4 separate regions of the Sus scrofa genome follow, and all the other regions are linked to region 1. The links are chromatin contacts, called in public Hi-C and HiChIP or PLAC-seq maps. All regions are on one chromosome and are shown on one strand. The core of a region is the stretch at or near the end of the contact, and the rest is flanking DNA. Distances in the headings are between cores, read along the strand shown. Region 1 holds the start of KLF7 (Kruppel like factor 7). Region 2 has its middle 160 kb from the start of KLF7. Region 3 has its middle 55 kb from the start of CPO. Region 4 has its middle 110 kb from the start of CREB1.

Region 1 (3,668 bases), core at 778-3,277:
CATTTATCCCCTGGCACCATGAATATGTATGTATAATACTAAATGCACCAAGATCTGTGTAGTCCATGCACATACATTTACAGTAAATTCACAATTATACAGGTAGATCTGACCAACAGAATCCCAGACATCAGAAAGTAAATAAACTAGATTGTCCTCAACTCAATAATTCCTGTTTAATTTCCCCTGACAAATACTGAATTTCAAATGGTGTTTGTTCTATAAAACAGAATCTTTCAAATATTGAGATATGGAGTTCCACATAGTAAGAAGGCGAGACAGCTGAGAAGGGTGATTAAGGTGGATATGTTTCTTCCACTGCAGGGTGAATTAAGTTTCTCATCTCTGAAGAAATACCAAATTCTGCAATCATTCCAGAAGTGGAAGTTCAGCTCTCAGTGCATTTTGGGGAAGCTTGAACGACTAACCACTTAAGGTCAAGCAAACAACTGTTCAACCCCAACAACGTGCGTAGTGCAAGGGTTTCACCTAAGAGACAACAGGGTCTCTATAGATAAAACTCTATATGATAGCTTCAGAAAGTAATTCGGTTCCTCTCCTCTCACCACCGCACTTTGGGCAGGTAGACATCCTCTCTCCAAGCCACATGGGGAGCCTTGCCTTTAACACCAGAGCAAGTTGCCAGCTCCAGCCTGCACCCCACGTCCACCCAGCTTCCCTCTATTGTCTTTAACACACTCCAGTAAAGTGTCCCCTTCCAGTCAGCGCTAACTGGGGGTCTGACCCCGGCTGCATTCCCCCTTCACGGGGTCAGAAGGCAGGACAGGCTGGGGGGCGGGGGGCGCACCGCGGCGCCAAGGGGCGTGGGGGGCGGGGACTGCGTGCGGGCGCGGGGCGGGCACAGGCTGCTCTCTGCGCTCCGCTCCCCTTTGTTCTGCTCCATTGTGAGCGGCACTTTCTCCTCTGGCGCTTCTTCTCTGCACCCTGGCAGCCTGTGGGGAATTCGTGAAGGGGCTTTTGGTGACTTTTTCTTTCCCGCCCCCCACGCCGGTTTATCTTTTAGGAAGTGAGGAAGTCCTTTGCGCTGCCCCTCCCTCGCGGTTCCCCGCCCCCGGGCCTAGGAGGTAGGTGGAGTGGGAAGTGGCCGGCCCTCCTCCCCACGCTGGCTTCTCAGTCCCCCGCCCCGCTCCTCCTCCAGGAGGCATCTTAACCCAGCGTTCTGGACTTTCACCTCCTGACCGGCCGCGTCCACGCCAGAACGGCAACATGCGACCCTTTCCCTTCTCAGGGGAACCGGCTCCGAACGCCCTGGCTCCGCTAGGCACCAAAGCGAGGGTCGGAGGCCGGCGTGCAGCCCGATCCCGGCCGCCTCGGCGTCCCCGGAGCCAGCGCAAGTGTCGCCGCGACCCTCCCCGTCCCTCGCGCTCGTGTTACCCGGCAGCCCGGCGGCAGCCTCAGCCCCCTTATATAGCCCTCTAAAAATAGCTCGCCTCGCACCGCCTTGTAAGGCAGCAGGGAGATCCGCAGCGCGCCAATCCAAGCCCGTCGCCAGGACCAAGCCCCGCCCCAGGCCTCGCTTCGTGCTCCCCATTGGTCTTCAGTGACTTCATGAGCCCCCTGTTTACCTTACATGGTCACACGCGGCCTAATGGACGCCCTCCTCCGAGATCCCACGGCTGCGCGGAGAGCCGGGCGGAGGGAGGGAGTTTGGGGAGGGGGAAGAGCAGGAGGAGGAGAAAAGGAGGGGGGGAAGACTACAAACTAGCAAGGATGGGGTGGGGGGTGGGGAGGAAGGAAAGGGGGGGAGAGAAGCGATCGCGAGAAAAAAAAAATGCAACCTCCCAAAATAAAGAGCAAAGATTGCATTAGGAGCGAACAGCGCTGCAGAAATAGATGGCAGCTTCGTGTCAGTGAGTTTGCATCCCCCTTCCTGATCCACGAGCTGGAGTGATTAGAGCCCTGGAAGGGAATTGTTACTCCCGTGGAGAAGTCCCCTTTTCCTGGCAGCCGTCTGCACTGTACACGCTGGATGCCTCTTTCCATCCGCCCCACTCAGTCTCTCCTTTCTCACCTCCTCTCTCCCTCTCTCCTGCATTGATTTTTTTTTTTTTTCCTTTTTAGTTGACTGAAACAAAACAAAACAAAAGGGCCACTGGATGTCTGCCTTCTTGGGGGGTGAGCCAGACAGACTGACAAACAAACAGACCCAACTGTGTTCGGGGGAGGGTTTCTCCTCCCGTTTTGCCCGGCAGCAGCAGCATGGACGTGTTGGCTAGTTATAGTATATTCCAGGAGCTACAACTTGTCCACGACACCGGCTACTTCTCAGCTTTGCCATCCCTGGAGGAGACCTGGCAGCAGGTGAATGATTTAAATTACTTGTGTAAATCGTGTGGCGGCGGCGGAGGCGCAGGGGCTGCGTTGGTGTGGGCTTGGGGTTGAATTTTGTGTTGTTGTTGTTTATTTTTTTCCCCCTTTTTGGCTGTTTGTTATTTAAAATGTTTTCGGAAACAGTCATCTGCTTACCTCTCCACCCACCCCCTAACCCCTTAGTGTGCCGAGCTGAGCAGCCGGTCTGAGCTGCCTGCGTTTCAGTCGCCAACACGCATCCTTGCGCACACGTTGTCGAGCTCAGTGTCCCCCAGCAGAGACCTCCCTAACTTCTGGGGTTCGGAGGAGAGGGTTGGGAAGGTGGTTTGGGTTACAAGTCGTCGGTGACAGGTACCGCTTCCCTATATGCAGGAGCTCTACCTACTTGAATCTTGAACCTTAAATCAGGTTCATCTCTTTCAACTGTGCTAACGACCGTCAGGTGGAGGGGAGGCGGTAGGAGCAAAGCGGAGTGTTTTCCCAGTAATTAGGGAGTATCTGTAAAGAATAGAAACTTGATTTTGAGATTAGAAGGTGGGCAGAAAGAAGAGGAGCCCAGTGATAAGAGATACTTGAGGATATTTCCGAGGAGGACTGGAAGATGTTATCTGTCTAATGCTGAACGTGCATTGTAGGTCTTTCCAGTGCAACGTCTTCAGAAAGAGAACACCTTCTCTATGTGTGTCCTTGCTTCTCTTTTTTTGGAGGGGTCCCTCTCCACTTGGCACAACCTCTGACAAAGGGTGATGTGTACTTCCATGCCTCTGACTTTGTCTTAGAGGACTAGTTAAGAAACTCCTAAGATGCTGAAGGGCACTGATGCCAAGTTGGCTGGGTGTCCCAGTAAGGGGGAAGTGGGGCTGGTGACAAGTTCCCTGGGCTTTGTGAAGTGGAATAAAGAAAGTGCTGGTCAGTGGAAAGTGCTAGATCTGCTGCGGAAATGGTGGTTTTCTCAGTAAGGATTAGGAGCTGCTGAGGGGACATTAAATGCAGGAAAGATGGTGGATGGGGGAGTGGAGGAACACGAGTAGTCTTTCAAAATTCTGCAGTGTGCATCATGGAAAGTCCAAGAAGACGGTTTGAATTTGCACATTGGAAGTGCGAACCTGCATGGTCCGCCTTGGAAAAACGTGCTTGCCCTTGAGGAGGGGCTGCAAGAAGCTTGGTGTGTGGCTGCTCGTGTAACTTCTCCGCTCCGTGACAGCAGCTTGTTAAGGCTAATGAACGGCTGAATTTCCTCTGCCAGTATCCAAAGCGGGATTTGCCAGCTTGAGCCTAGGATGTAACAGTAGCTGCTTTAGGGAGAGAGGTTTGGCTTTTGGTGTAAGGAGCCAATC
Region 2 (4,058 bases), core at 726-3,225, 160 kb before region 1:
GTTTTAAAAGTTTTGATACATTTCTCACTGAGTTGGTGGTCTTTTTTGTTGCTCTTGGAATGACTTTTCCATTATATAGTCTATTTGGTTATGGCAAGTATATAGAAGTAGTATTGCTTTTTAGGTATTTATCTTATTCTAAGCCACTTTATAACTCTTTATTAATTAAGAAAGCTTTTAGCTGCCTTACTTGGTTTTTCCAGATATATGCTTATGTGATTTTCAGGTACTTCAGTATCTTAGTTCACAAAATTGGTTATTTTTGTTTCATGACTTATTGCCTTAGCCAAACAATATAAAGTGATAGTAATACTAGAGAAAATTTTTGTGTTTGTTTCTGATTTTGAATATTTCAAATATTTACCCATTAAATATAATCTTTATTTATTTTAAGCCAAGAGCACCTTTATCACTTTTTTTTTTTTTTTTTTTGGTCTTTTTTGCCATTTCTTGGGCTGCTCCTGCGGCATATGCAGGCTCCCAGGCTATGCCAGAGCCACAGCAATGCAGGATCCAAGCCGCGTTTGCAGCCTACCACAGCTCATGGCAACGCTGGATCCTTAACCCACTGAGCAAGGGTAGGAATCGAACCCACAACCTCATGCTTTCTAGTTGGATTCGTTAACCACTGTGCCATGACGGGAACTCCCACCTTTATCGCATTTGAAGGGCATCCTATTTCTATTTAAATATTACTTTCGTAATTAGGAAAAGGTGTTGATTTTATCAAATGTAGTGTCTTATGAAATTATCACATAGGTTAATTATTGTTGAATCAGTGAACACTCAGTGGATTATTTTTTTCCCTCCTTGGAAATCAATCTCTGTGATCTGCTGACTGGCTGTGCTAACAGTGGCAAATGTGTAAACGGTGACTTTATGAATTTGTACATATCAGAGCCAAACTCAGTACACAAGAAAGTGGGCCAGTGCTGAAGCCAGCCACCTGAGTTTCTCTCCTTGGGCACACTCTCTAAAGTTGGTGGCTTTGGAGAGTTTTTTTAAGGTAATGACAGTTGACATCACAGTTGTTACTACTCTGAAGAAAAGACATTAGAAGAGGCAGTGTGGAATAAAGTGAAGGAGTCGAGAACATGCCACCTCAATATATGATGCTTTGGCATATTAATTACTTTGCGTGAAAGGCACTTGAAAAACAGCAATTGCAAGAAAGGCACTCTGACATTCCTTTTTCTTCCTAAAAGTGGGAGATAACATTCCCCTGTAAAAGGTGCCCTCCCTGTACCAGGAGAAAGGAACATTCTTATCATCAGAGACAGGTTGTTGAGGCTGAGCGAAACCTATACCAACAGACATTATTAGACAAGCTCGTCTTCCTTTAGTCACCCCTTGTGTTAGAGTTACTTTTCCACAACTGCTGCTCTTTGTTCAACCTCGTATATTATATCTAGTCACTTCTTTGGGTCTTGTGAGGACCTTCATTTACATGAAAATAAAATATGTATTCTTTTCTCCTGTCAATCTGTCTTTGGTCAATATCAGCTGGAGATCACAGGGGCATAGAGGAAATTTTACCTCCCCTTCAATGGGAATGAAAAATCAATGGCCTGCTCGAGAAATGAGAAATGTGAAGTTAGAAGGTTGTCCCAGATGGTGCCTTTGTGTGTATGCTTCTCTCTCCAACTGAAGGTGCATACGCCCTTCTCCCTCCAGGCAAACAGCCCCCCTCATTGTATCCCCCACCCCACCGGCTCATACCCCCTCAAGCCTCTGGGCTTAGGACTGAGATGTCAGAAGGCTTGCAGTTTAAATGCCAAGCCCCAAAATATCCTCCGACATGTGGACAAATGAACTGCTAACATCAGTGTCTGTACCAGATTCTTACTGGCACTCTGGCCGCTTGTATGACCTTTCTAACACACATTTGAAAAAATGAGCAGTGCTTTCCTCTTCCCCTGGCAGCTCAGAATAGCTCTGTTTCCTTTCCTATAAACAAGTCATATCTCTGGGAATTTCTAAAGCCGAATATTGTCTGCTCAGAAGCCGTGACTCACACTCTTTCCTGGCAGTCCTGACAAACTCATGAACGCCTCTTGAGGAAAGAATCCCAGACAACAAGAGTGGTCACAGAAAGCCTCAGATTCCTTCATGTCAAACCCAGGAAGCTGAGAGACAAAGGAAAATACCAGCAAGAATCCCTGGCCACAGTCTCCCCCTCTTCTTGGCGAAGCTCACGTTCCTGGCTGTCAGAGCAGGAAGGGGAAACCCGCCTGGAAATTTGTCCCAATCTGGTTTTAGGTCATCAACCACGCAGCCCCCTGTGTTTGGGAATTTACCTAGATCAGCTTCCTCCGGATTCTGAGGGTAAAAGTTCTTGGGGGCGAGGTGGAGGAAGGGGGCAGTTTACAGGGAAATTACCAGGAGGTCTCACTTACGTCAGGTGGTGGGGCTTCCTAGCTGCTTTTAGCAGGAATTCTGTGGCCAAAAAAAAAAAAAAAAAAAAAAAATCTTTCTGTGAATTTTCTACCCTCCTCCACTAGTGATCCTGTCTCTCCAATTCTTTTGTCCCAATTTAGTGCCACATCATTTTCCTTATACTTGCTAAATTGTCAAAAAACAGAGGAAAAAATGTTTATTTGGCTTTTCCCATCTCAACAGCATAAAAATCTGCATATGTGTTTGTGTGTGTCTCTATGTGTGTGCATATGTGTGAGAGGTACATATGTAAACACAGAACTCCTTTATAAAACCCTTAGATTTTCTAGCCAATGGGAATGATAAAGGTGCCTTTAAAAATTTTTTTTTCTTAAATTAAAGGTTGATTTACAATGCTGTGCCAATTTATTCTGTATAGAATAGTGACCCAGTCATACACACACACACACACACACACATACATACCTTTTAGAGGTGACTTTGTTCTATTAGTGAGGTGACTTTTGAACCACACCTAAGGATGGAATCTGGTTGCCAGTGGAATTAACTGTGTGTTTAGAGGGTTAGAACTTTCAGCCCCTCTCTCCTGACTCCCCACCTCCATGGAGGGGAAAAGAGCTGGAGATTAAGTTCAATCACCAATGGCTAACGACTTAATTACTCACGTCTATGTAATAATGCCACCGTAAAACCCTCAAAAGATGGGAATGGGATGCCCGGAGATTCAAGGAGTTGTGGTTATGGAAGCCATGGAATTCCGCACCCTTTCCTCATACCTTGCCCTGTGCATCACTTCCATCTGGCTGTTTCTGAGTTATAGCCTTTTATAACAAACTGGTAATCTAAGTAAGTAAAATCTTCCTCCGAGTTCTGTGAACCACTCTAGCAAATTCATCAAAGTGAAAGAGGGGGTCATTGGAACTGCCAATCGATTGCATGTCAGTTGGAAGTTCAGGTGACAACTTGGACTTAGATTGGTGTCTGAAGCTGGGGGTGGGAGCCCCTCACCTGTGACAACACTATAGATAGACAACACTATCTCCAGGTACATAGGGTCAGAATTGAGTTGAATTCTAGAATGCCAGCTGGTTTGAGAGAATTACTGAGTGGTGTGGGAAAAACCTCCATATATTGGAATTGGTGACCAGAATTATAGTGACTGTTACACTAATATGATTTCCTAATTTCATTTCTCCCTCAATTCTTTAGGGTCCAGGTTTGCCTGGAACACCGAGAGTCTGGCATCCCAGGAACTCTCTCAGTCTTGGATGAACCTGAACAGTGGGTGATTCTGTTGGTCAGCGTCTGGAAAATTTCTGCTACTGATCACATGGATTATTAAAAGACAAAGGTAACCCATTTCTAACCTGAAAGTACCTGGGTTATGAGGGGATAGCATTGAACTCCATATCACAGGGGCTATGATGCATATCTTGTCTCCATACCTCTTACAGTGACTGTATAATTTTAAAAGGTATGGAATAGTTGTTGATTTGATATATAATGAGCAAGGTCGCTTATGTGTCAACATTTGTGGGAAGAGTACAACTGCAAATGATATGATTTGAGGTAAAACTGAATTCATGAGTAGTGAAGTTTTTAAAATGTAAAGTCATTATTTTCTAGTTAAGTGTGCAATTTCTTTGAATAATACTCAATTA
Region 3 (3,544 bases), core at 48-2,547, 160 kb after region 1:
GTAGGCCGGTGGCTACAGCTCCCATTCGACCCCTAGCCTGGGAATCTCCATATGCCACAGGTGCAGCCCTAAAAAGACAAAAAATAAAATTAAAAAAAAAACCAGATACTTCATATATGTTGACCATCTTAATACTTGTTTATGGTGGGAGGGCAAATCTGGTACCAATTAATCCATTATAGTTGGGAGCAGAAGTTTGAAAGTTGTTTATAGCCTTAAGTGAAGATTTTATGGAGCTGCCATCGTGGCTTAGTGGTTAACGAATCCGACTAGGAACCATGAGGTTGCAGGTTTGATCTCTGGCCTCGCTCAGTGGGTTAAGGATCTGGTGTTGCCTTGAGCTGTGGTGTAGGTCACAGACGTGGCTTGGATCTGGTGTTGCTGTGGCTCTGGCATAAGTTGGCGGCTACAGCTCCAATTAGACCCCTAGCCTGGGAACCTCCATATGCCAAGGAAGCGGCCCTAGAAAAGACAAAAAGACCAAAAAAAAAAAAAAAAAAAGAAAGAAAGAAAAGATTTTATGACTAACTACAAATGTGTCTGATGGAAACAATGCAGTAGCAACTGAAGTCTTTCTCACTGGCCCCTTCCCTCATACACACACATATACACCCACCATCTGCAGATTCTGAGCTCTGATTACCACTGGGTATTCCAGTGTGGCTAAGCCCTTGTTTCTGATGGCCTTTTAAATATTTTCATTAATTGCCAGTAATGAAAAATTTTAGAAGACTAACATAAAAATCCACTGTTTCTACTTCTTTTTAAAAATGAAGATCTATGGAGTTCCTGTTGTGGTGCAGCGGAAACAAATCCGACTAGGAGCCATGAGGTTGTGGGTTCAATCCCTGGCCTCTCTCAGTGGGTTAAGGATCCGGCGTTGCCGTGAGCTGTGGTGTAGGTTGCAGACGCGGCTCAGATCCCGCGTTGCTGTGGCTGTGGTATAGGCCAGCAGCTACAGCTCCGATTTGACCCCTAGCCTAAACTCCAAATGCTGCAGTGTGGCCCTCAAAAGACCAAAAAATAAAAATAAAAATAAAAATGAAGATCTGGGGTGGCTCAGCGGGTTAAGAATCCAGCGTTGTCACTGCTGTGGCATGGGTTGGACCCCAGGTCAGGGAACTTCCTCATGGTGTGGCCAATAAAGTAAAATAAAATAAAATAGATCTGGAAGCACTAAATGAGCAGAGCAACAATAGCTTGGCACAGAGTCGTGCTTGCCTTCTCTGGAGAGGATATGTGTTTTTGTCTCCAGCCAGTACCATTTCACTCAGTTATGTTGTCTGCCTGATCCCTGTAGCTATTTATATATGTGATCCTGGCATGTGGGCAGATAATCTTACACATAAGTAGCGTGCCCACGATATCCAGTGTGATCCACCCCCATCACTGCCACATTCTCCATGAAATCTTTATTCCATGAATCACCCAGTTTTCCCAAGCTCCTTCTGGGGATGTAAATCTCCCATTAGAGAAAAGAAATAAAGGGACAGGGAGCAGAAGCATGGAGTGACGTTCAATTTGGCCAGTGTACCCTGGTCTTCATGCAGGTGGAAGTTCATCAATAAGCGGTCAGGGGCCAGCCATACTGTCTGCACCCATTCTGATTCCAAGATTAAGATGTGTTTATGCCTTTCAGCCAGCAAACCTCTCTCTTGCTTAAAAGCTTCTCAGATATTACTTTCCTGGAAATTCAATTTGGCCCTGCTCTGAATTTTATACCCATAGTTTTGCTTGAAACTCAAAGAAATGAAAAACCATAATTGTTTTGCTTATGCAATAGGGAAATGGTCTTTGTGTTTTATAATCAAAACATCGTTTTTCTTGAATTTATTGTGTGTATGTGTTTTGAGGGATAATCATATTAACCAACTTGTTTTGGATACTTACTGTGTACTAGGAACTCTGCTAAGCATTTTCTATGAAAGATGAAATTTTATCTTCAACAACAATCTCGTGAGGTAGGAAGGAATGTTCTCTTCTTCCTGCAGATGAGAAAGTGAGGCACAGAGAGGTTTTAAATACCTTGCCTGAGATCAAATGGCAAGTAAGTGGGGATGCTGGAATTTGAAATCTCTGAATTGAAAGTGAAACCTCTGAACCAGGTGCCCACCAGGTTGTGCCCTTTGACCCCCCGTGTGTAGTGGTTACCAGCAAGTGCACCCAAGCCCCTCCTGCAGTGCAGATTCCCCACCCACCACTCTAGCAAGCCCCTGGTTTGCACAATCCAGAGGGGTCTTTCATACCTAGCGTTATATTCAAGTACTCACTGTGCAAAAGGAACCCCTTAAAGTGCATGCCTCTTTTGTGTAGAAGTCAGCAAAACTCCAGAGCGAACCACAAAAGGTCACAATGAAATGTGCAAATCACGTAGGAAGTGAATTCCACCCATCACGCTCCACACTGACTTTACAGCTCATCCCCTTGCATTGACCTCATGGCTCAGAAAGCAGCGGGGACAGAGGGATAAAGAAAACATCTTTTAGCGTTCTCAGGGCCAAAAGGTCTAGAAAGCCTTGGCTGAGGAAACCAGGTAAATCCTGAGGGCAAATCCTGCATTCTTCTCATGCAGAGTCATGAAACGTGATATTGGGAAGGCCCCAGGGAGATATTTCTCTCCAGACCTCTTATTTTACAGACCGGGAAACTGAGGTTCAGAGATGAGGACTGACTCCCTGGCTACTAAGGAACAGTAGAAGCCAGCTCCCTGGCACAGTAGAAGCCAGCACCCAGGCCTTGTGGCTCCCCAGTGTGGTGCTCTCTGCACAGTATCAACAAACAGTGCCTCTGCTCCGCAGGACTGAAGGGTCGGCTCCGAAGGGGACTCGGCTCCATCTTCTGGCTGCAGGAGCAGAGGGAGAGCCCTGTATATGCAAAGAAGGAGCTGGCAGGGGAAGAACAGTGATGATTCAATCAAGAGCCAAAATACCAAGTTATTAAAAATAGAGCTAACTTTTCCCCTTCTATCGCCACCCAGACTTTCATAGACATTTCCAAGCTGTCTCCTGATAGCTGCGAAGTGAAAGGAAACAGAGGATATTGTTTTCTTTTACTGGTTCCTTCTCTGACGATGAGTGCCAAGAAGCAGAGAAATTGCAATGGTGAGGGTCCCAAGGAAGACCCACTGCCAAGTAGCCCCTCACTGTTTCAGTACTTTGACATGGGGCTTGATCTCCTTTACATGTAGTGCAGTGTCCCATTGTCGTAAATGAAGAAAATGGGTTAGCAGAAGTCAAGAGATTTTCCAAAATTCGCATATCTGCCAGGTTCAGAGGCAGGTCCTAGAACCTGTGCATTTCCAGTAGTTCTTTCTGTTAGATGTGAAACCATCAACTAGAACATGATAAACTTTAAGGGAGTCATCAGCCTTTGTGTAGTAGACAGAGCTGGGATATGGTCCAGCCATGGACAGATGTAGGCGCCCTAGTTGCATGACTATGCTCAGCCACTCGACTGCTCTAAGCTTTCATTAGCTCATCTGCAAAGTAACAAAAATAATAGCTGCCTTATGAGACTAATATAAGGATTACGTGGTTATCCTTAT
Region 4 (3,954 bases), core at 451-2,950, 220 kb before region 1:
TGACTCGTATTGGAAGGACATGAGGCACAAGTCACGTCTCGCCTGTCGGCGTCCTTCTGTTCACCTGTTTGAGGGAAGGGATTTGGCTTCTTGAATCCGTCCACTTCTCTCCTTGTTCAGGGTCAGGTCTGTAAGCCAGGCTGCCATCAGCTCTCCTGTGGACTACTTCAGCTGCCTTCTAACTGCTCTCCCCGCTTTTCACTGCACCACTCTCCAATTTTTCTCTCTCCTGCAGACAAAGGACTCTTCCTAAACAGCAGATCTGATCATGTCACTCCGCCTGCTTAAAGTACTTCTCTGACTCCCCAGATCTTTATTCTGGTTTATAAGGCCTTTCGTTATCTGATCCACACTTAGCCCTGCAGCCTTACATGGCTCACCACACCCCTGTGGAATGCTTCATATACCCCAGCCACAAGGATCCAGAAGGGCTCTCCTTTCTGACCCTGGCCTCCACTCTCCTCCTCTCTTTGGTTTAACTTCCAATCACCTTCCAGGCTTAGGTGTTCCCCTGGCACTCCAAGGGCATCCTTAACTCCTCTTTTTTCACTTACCACACTGTTCCGAAATTGCCTCTTGACTTGTCTGCTTCTGCTGTTAATTCGATGAGAGCAGAACTGGGCCTGTCTGGTTCATCTTGTATCCTTAGCATTAAATGTGGAGAGAAGACAGCCAGACATGATGAAAGAGGGAGCGACTCTTTTTTCCAACTTTGCTTGTAGCTGCTCTTAAGTCAGGTCAAAGGCAAAATGTTAATGTAGCCCCAGTATCTATTTCTAGGTATGGCTCCACACTTTCCCTGTACAAGTGGGTTTTCTTTTTGGAAGATGGGTCAAAGGATGGAATGAAAAGTGAGACTGTGGTTCTAATTGGTTGTTGTGAGTATAGAAAATGTAAATGTGGGTGAACGCGTTTGGTCTATTTCTCCCAGACCCAGACGGGAAGGACCTCGAGCACACACCCGTGCCTGTGTGGGTATCTGGGTGTATTGTGTTGCTCAGCATGGAGATGGGTTAGCTTTGTTAGAAATTAATGCCTGTGAGTTCTTCTGATAAAGCAGTTGCTGAGCTCTGCTTTCTCTGCCAAAGAATGACCTATGTGTGTCAAAATGGTATGTTTCAGAAAGAAAAAAGTCACAAATCCTGGAAGGTTACCCTGAGATATCTATTCATTACTATAGCCCAGATTTAATGACTAGAAAAGAGGTGGTTTTTTTTTTTTTTTAACTCTTTGAATGTGGCTGTACATGTGTGCATATGTGATTAGCATTGGCTCAAACCAATTTAGAAGAATGTAGCTTATATCAAGAAAGTAAAATTGCAGAATATGAAAGAGGTAACCTGGGATATCCAGTCACAGATAGGCTGTGGGATTGTAGTTTGATTTTTTTTACATTCTTAAAAATTATTTTGAATACACATTTTTTCCCCAAAACTTTTTCTCCCACCATCTCCCCACAGCCCCAATGAGACTTCTTTGGAGGTAGGCCAGACTTTGCTGTGCCCTTCTCTCGGTCACAGACTAGCAGATAATTGTGGAAATGTTCTCTTGACGTTGCTTAGCCCCGTGACTGCAACAGGCACCTGAAGCTGCATGGCTCCCTTTGTCTCACGAATAGTACAAATTGGGTAATGCATTTGAGCAAGGCTGGCGGATTCCTGCCAGGATGAAGGCAGAATCAGAAGCAAAGGAAATCTAAAAGATGCCTGTTTCACTTCCTCCCTGCACTTCCCTGTGCTGGGTCCACACAGTCTGATGCAAACACCTAGTAAGCTGGCTTGCTGATAAATCACAGAGCAAGGTGATGTGTCTTTGCATTTCTTGAAAAACAATCAGATGGTGAGAGCCTGCCACTCGTTGCTGGCAAGAACTTTAGTGATTTGTAGCCACCCAAATAATCTCTTCTTTTCCACTTTTCTGTTTGGGGCTTTAAGATGTATCTTGTTTCTTTAAGCAAAACAGCTGACTTGACTTGTGTCTGACTTCTGGGAATAATTGAATTCTTCTGGCGGGGGCTGAGTAACCAGAGAGCAGCAAATGAAAATTTCACTCTGAAACACACCCACACTCACCCACATGCAGACATGTGGGCTCGGCCACAGAGCTCTCTGTGGTTTAGGGAGAGAGATTTGGGGAATATTCATGTATTATTTGCCTTTTTAATTTCCCAGCCTATTTTAGGGGTCAAATCTATAAATCTCAACATGGAAAGTGGGAAAGTGAAACTTTATATGGTCAAGAGGCATGTGGATTTTTAAAAGTTGAGAAACATTGTGACAGAGAAGTAGGGTCATTTAGTGATCTCGCAGCCCTGCTTTGATGGAAAAACCATGCTCTGGTAGAGGAGGAAGTCAGAGCGGCAAAGAAACTAACAATATTTGAATGTTCACTTCCTCTTGACGCACTTTGAGTGAATCGGCATATGTAATTCTCACAACAAAGCTGCTATTCCACCTATTTTTACAGATGATGAAGATAAGGATTCGAAAGATTTAATATGCTCAGGTACATCCATCTGGTAAGAGACAGAATTGGGACTTGAACCCAGATTGCTCTGATGTCAAATATAGCTCCAATTATATCACTTTAAACCACTGGGGCGGGGTGGGGGGGGAGGATCTACAACCTACATAACTATGGACTGTGGAGTTGCTCCTCTACTTGTCACAGCAGCGTCATTTCTCTTGCTCCCTTGCCCTCCTGTCTCCCTGAAAGGTTTTGAAAGGCTCATTACTGCTGGGTAGCTCCAGGGAACATCCCCAGTACAGCAGACCTGCCTTCCTTTCGAAGTTGGACATGGCACCAGCATGCGCGTCTTTACACAGAATTAGGAAGGAACATTTTTTTTTTTTAAGATTTGTATTTTTTTTTACAGCAGTTTTTAGGTTCATGGCAAAATTGAGAGGAAGTTGCAGAGATTTCTCATCCCCCCATTCACAGCCTTCCCCATTATCAACATCCCACACCAGAGTGATACATTTGTTGCAACTGATGAGCCCACATGGACACATCATTATCACCCAAAGTCCAGGGGTTTACATTAGGGTTCAGTCTTGGTGGTGTACATTCTATGGTTTGGGATGAACGTATAATGACGTATATCCATCATCATAGTGTTGTACAGAGTATTTTCGCTGCCCTAAAAATCTCTTATGTTCCACCTATTCATAATTCCTCCCTTGTCCCCAAATCCCTGGAAACTCCTGATCTTTTTACAGTCTCTACAGTTTCAATTTTTTTACAACTAGAAAGGTAAGGATGTGGGGTGATTTATTGAGCTCACCATTACTTTTCCATCCACTCAGAATTAGCTTGTATATTTACATTGAGTCACCAATCAACACAAGCCCTCTCCATGAACAAACTGTAGTGGTTATCTACCTGGGAGATACAGGGACGCTCTAGCTGCAGTTAGGATTCATGAGTAGCTTAATCTGGTTATGGGGAGAGGCAATATATATCTATCCAGCTCCATAGCTCTTCAGATCTGTCTGTCTGTATCTGTATCTATGTCATTAACCATAAAATTAGAGCAGTGAGAAAATTTTCAGGGCTTCAAACACCTGCTAATTGTGGAAGTGAGTAAATATATCCAGAAGGTTTTGAGAAGATTTGAAATTGAACATGTTCTTTTTAGATCCTGGTAATGCCTACTTATTAGCCTTTCATGAGGATAGATAAGGGTTATTCTTTTAAAAAGCTCCTCTTTTGTACAACAGTATCCCGAATAGCCAGGAGTTGGCAAGGGCTTTTCTGATGTTTCTTGGAGGAGTTGTGGAAATAATTTTGTACCTTGGATTCTGTGATTTATTTCCATTAGAAATAAATTTGGGATTTATTTTAAGGTTTCCAAAAACTGGAAGCACCGTGGTGTCAGAATTATTTTTTTATTAAACACTGTATCCCTGGCTGCATTTCAGGTACTGGCTGAATTCTGCACAGTGGGTTGTGTTA

The links. Hi-C and Micro-C count contacts between places; a contact is called where the count stands out from the background. HiChIP or PLAC-seq counts read pairs in DNA pulled down with a chosen protein or histone mark.
Region 2: a Hi-C map of embryonic fibroblasts shows a contact between it and region 1, with 3 times the contacts expected there. The contact joins the enhancer-like site here to the promoter of KLF7 in region 1. A contact is called at or near these places in 9 of 47 Hi-C or Micro-C datasets (embryonic fibroblasts, liver, mesenteric adipose tissue and 4 more) and 2 of 2 datasets of contacts at active chromatin or transcription factors (alveolar macrophages and skeletal muscle).
Region 3: a contact with region 1 is called in an H3K27ac HiChIP or PLAC-seq map of skeletal muscle, with 4 times the contacts expected there. The contact joins the enhancer-like site here to the promoter of KLF7 in region 1. A contact is called at or near these places in 9 of 47 Hi-C or Micro-C datasets (alveolar macrophages, brain, embryonic fibroblasts and 5 more) and 1 of 2 datasets of contacts at active chromatin or transcription factors (skeletal muscle).
Region 4: a contact with region 1 is called in an H3K27ac HiChIP or PLAC-seq map of alveolar macrophages. The contact joins the enhancer-like site here to the promoter of KLF7 in region 1. A contact is called at or near these places in 9 of 47 Hi-C or Micro-C datasets (alveolar macrophages, embryonic fibroblasts, epiblast stem cells and 5 more) and 2 of 2 datasets of contacts at active chromatin or transcription factors (alveolar macrophages and skeletal muscle).

The regions. Positions count from the first base shown.
Region 1 is chr15:110,377,461-110,381,128 of Sscrofa11.1, reverse strand. It overlaps KLF7 (Kruppel like factor 7), which reads left to right and starts at 2,027. Exons shown (of 4, transcript NM_001097487.1): 1 at 2,027-2,322. The coding sequence starts at 2,221.
Region 2 is chr15:110,535,473-110,539,530 of Sscrofa11.1, reverse strand. No RefSeq gene overlaps it. Among named protein-coding and RNA genes, the nearest start is that of KLF7, 160 kb to the right of the region's middle. Within about 2 kb of position 1,975, at least 38 of the 83 cell types and tissues checked have an H3K27ac peak or open chromatin away from gene starts, as enhancers often do. A contact at or near this core is called in embryonic fibroblasts, liver, mesenteric adipose tissue and 4 more, where this site is marked.
Region 3 is chr15:110,217,919-110,221,462 of Sscrofa11.1, reverse strand. No RefSeq gene overlaps it. Among named protein-coding and RNA genes, the nearest start is that of CPO, 55 kb to the right of the region's middle. Within about 2 kb of position 1,297, at least 5 of the 83 cell types and tissues checked have an H3K27ac peak or open chromatin away from gene starts, as enhancers often do. A contact at or near this core is called in fetal skeletal muscle and skeletal muscle, where this site is marked.
Region 4 is chr15:110,597,142-110,601,095 of Sscrofa11.1, reverse strand. No RefSeq gene overlaps it. Among named protein-coding and RNA genes, the nearest start is that of CREB1, 110 kb to the left of the region's middle. Within about 2 kb of position 1,700, at least 30 of the 83 cell types and tissues checked have an H3K27ac peak or open chromatin away from gene starts, as enhancers often do. A contact at or near this core is called in alveolar macrophages, retroperitoneal adipose tissue, skeletal muscle and 1 more, where this site is marked.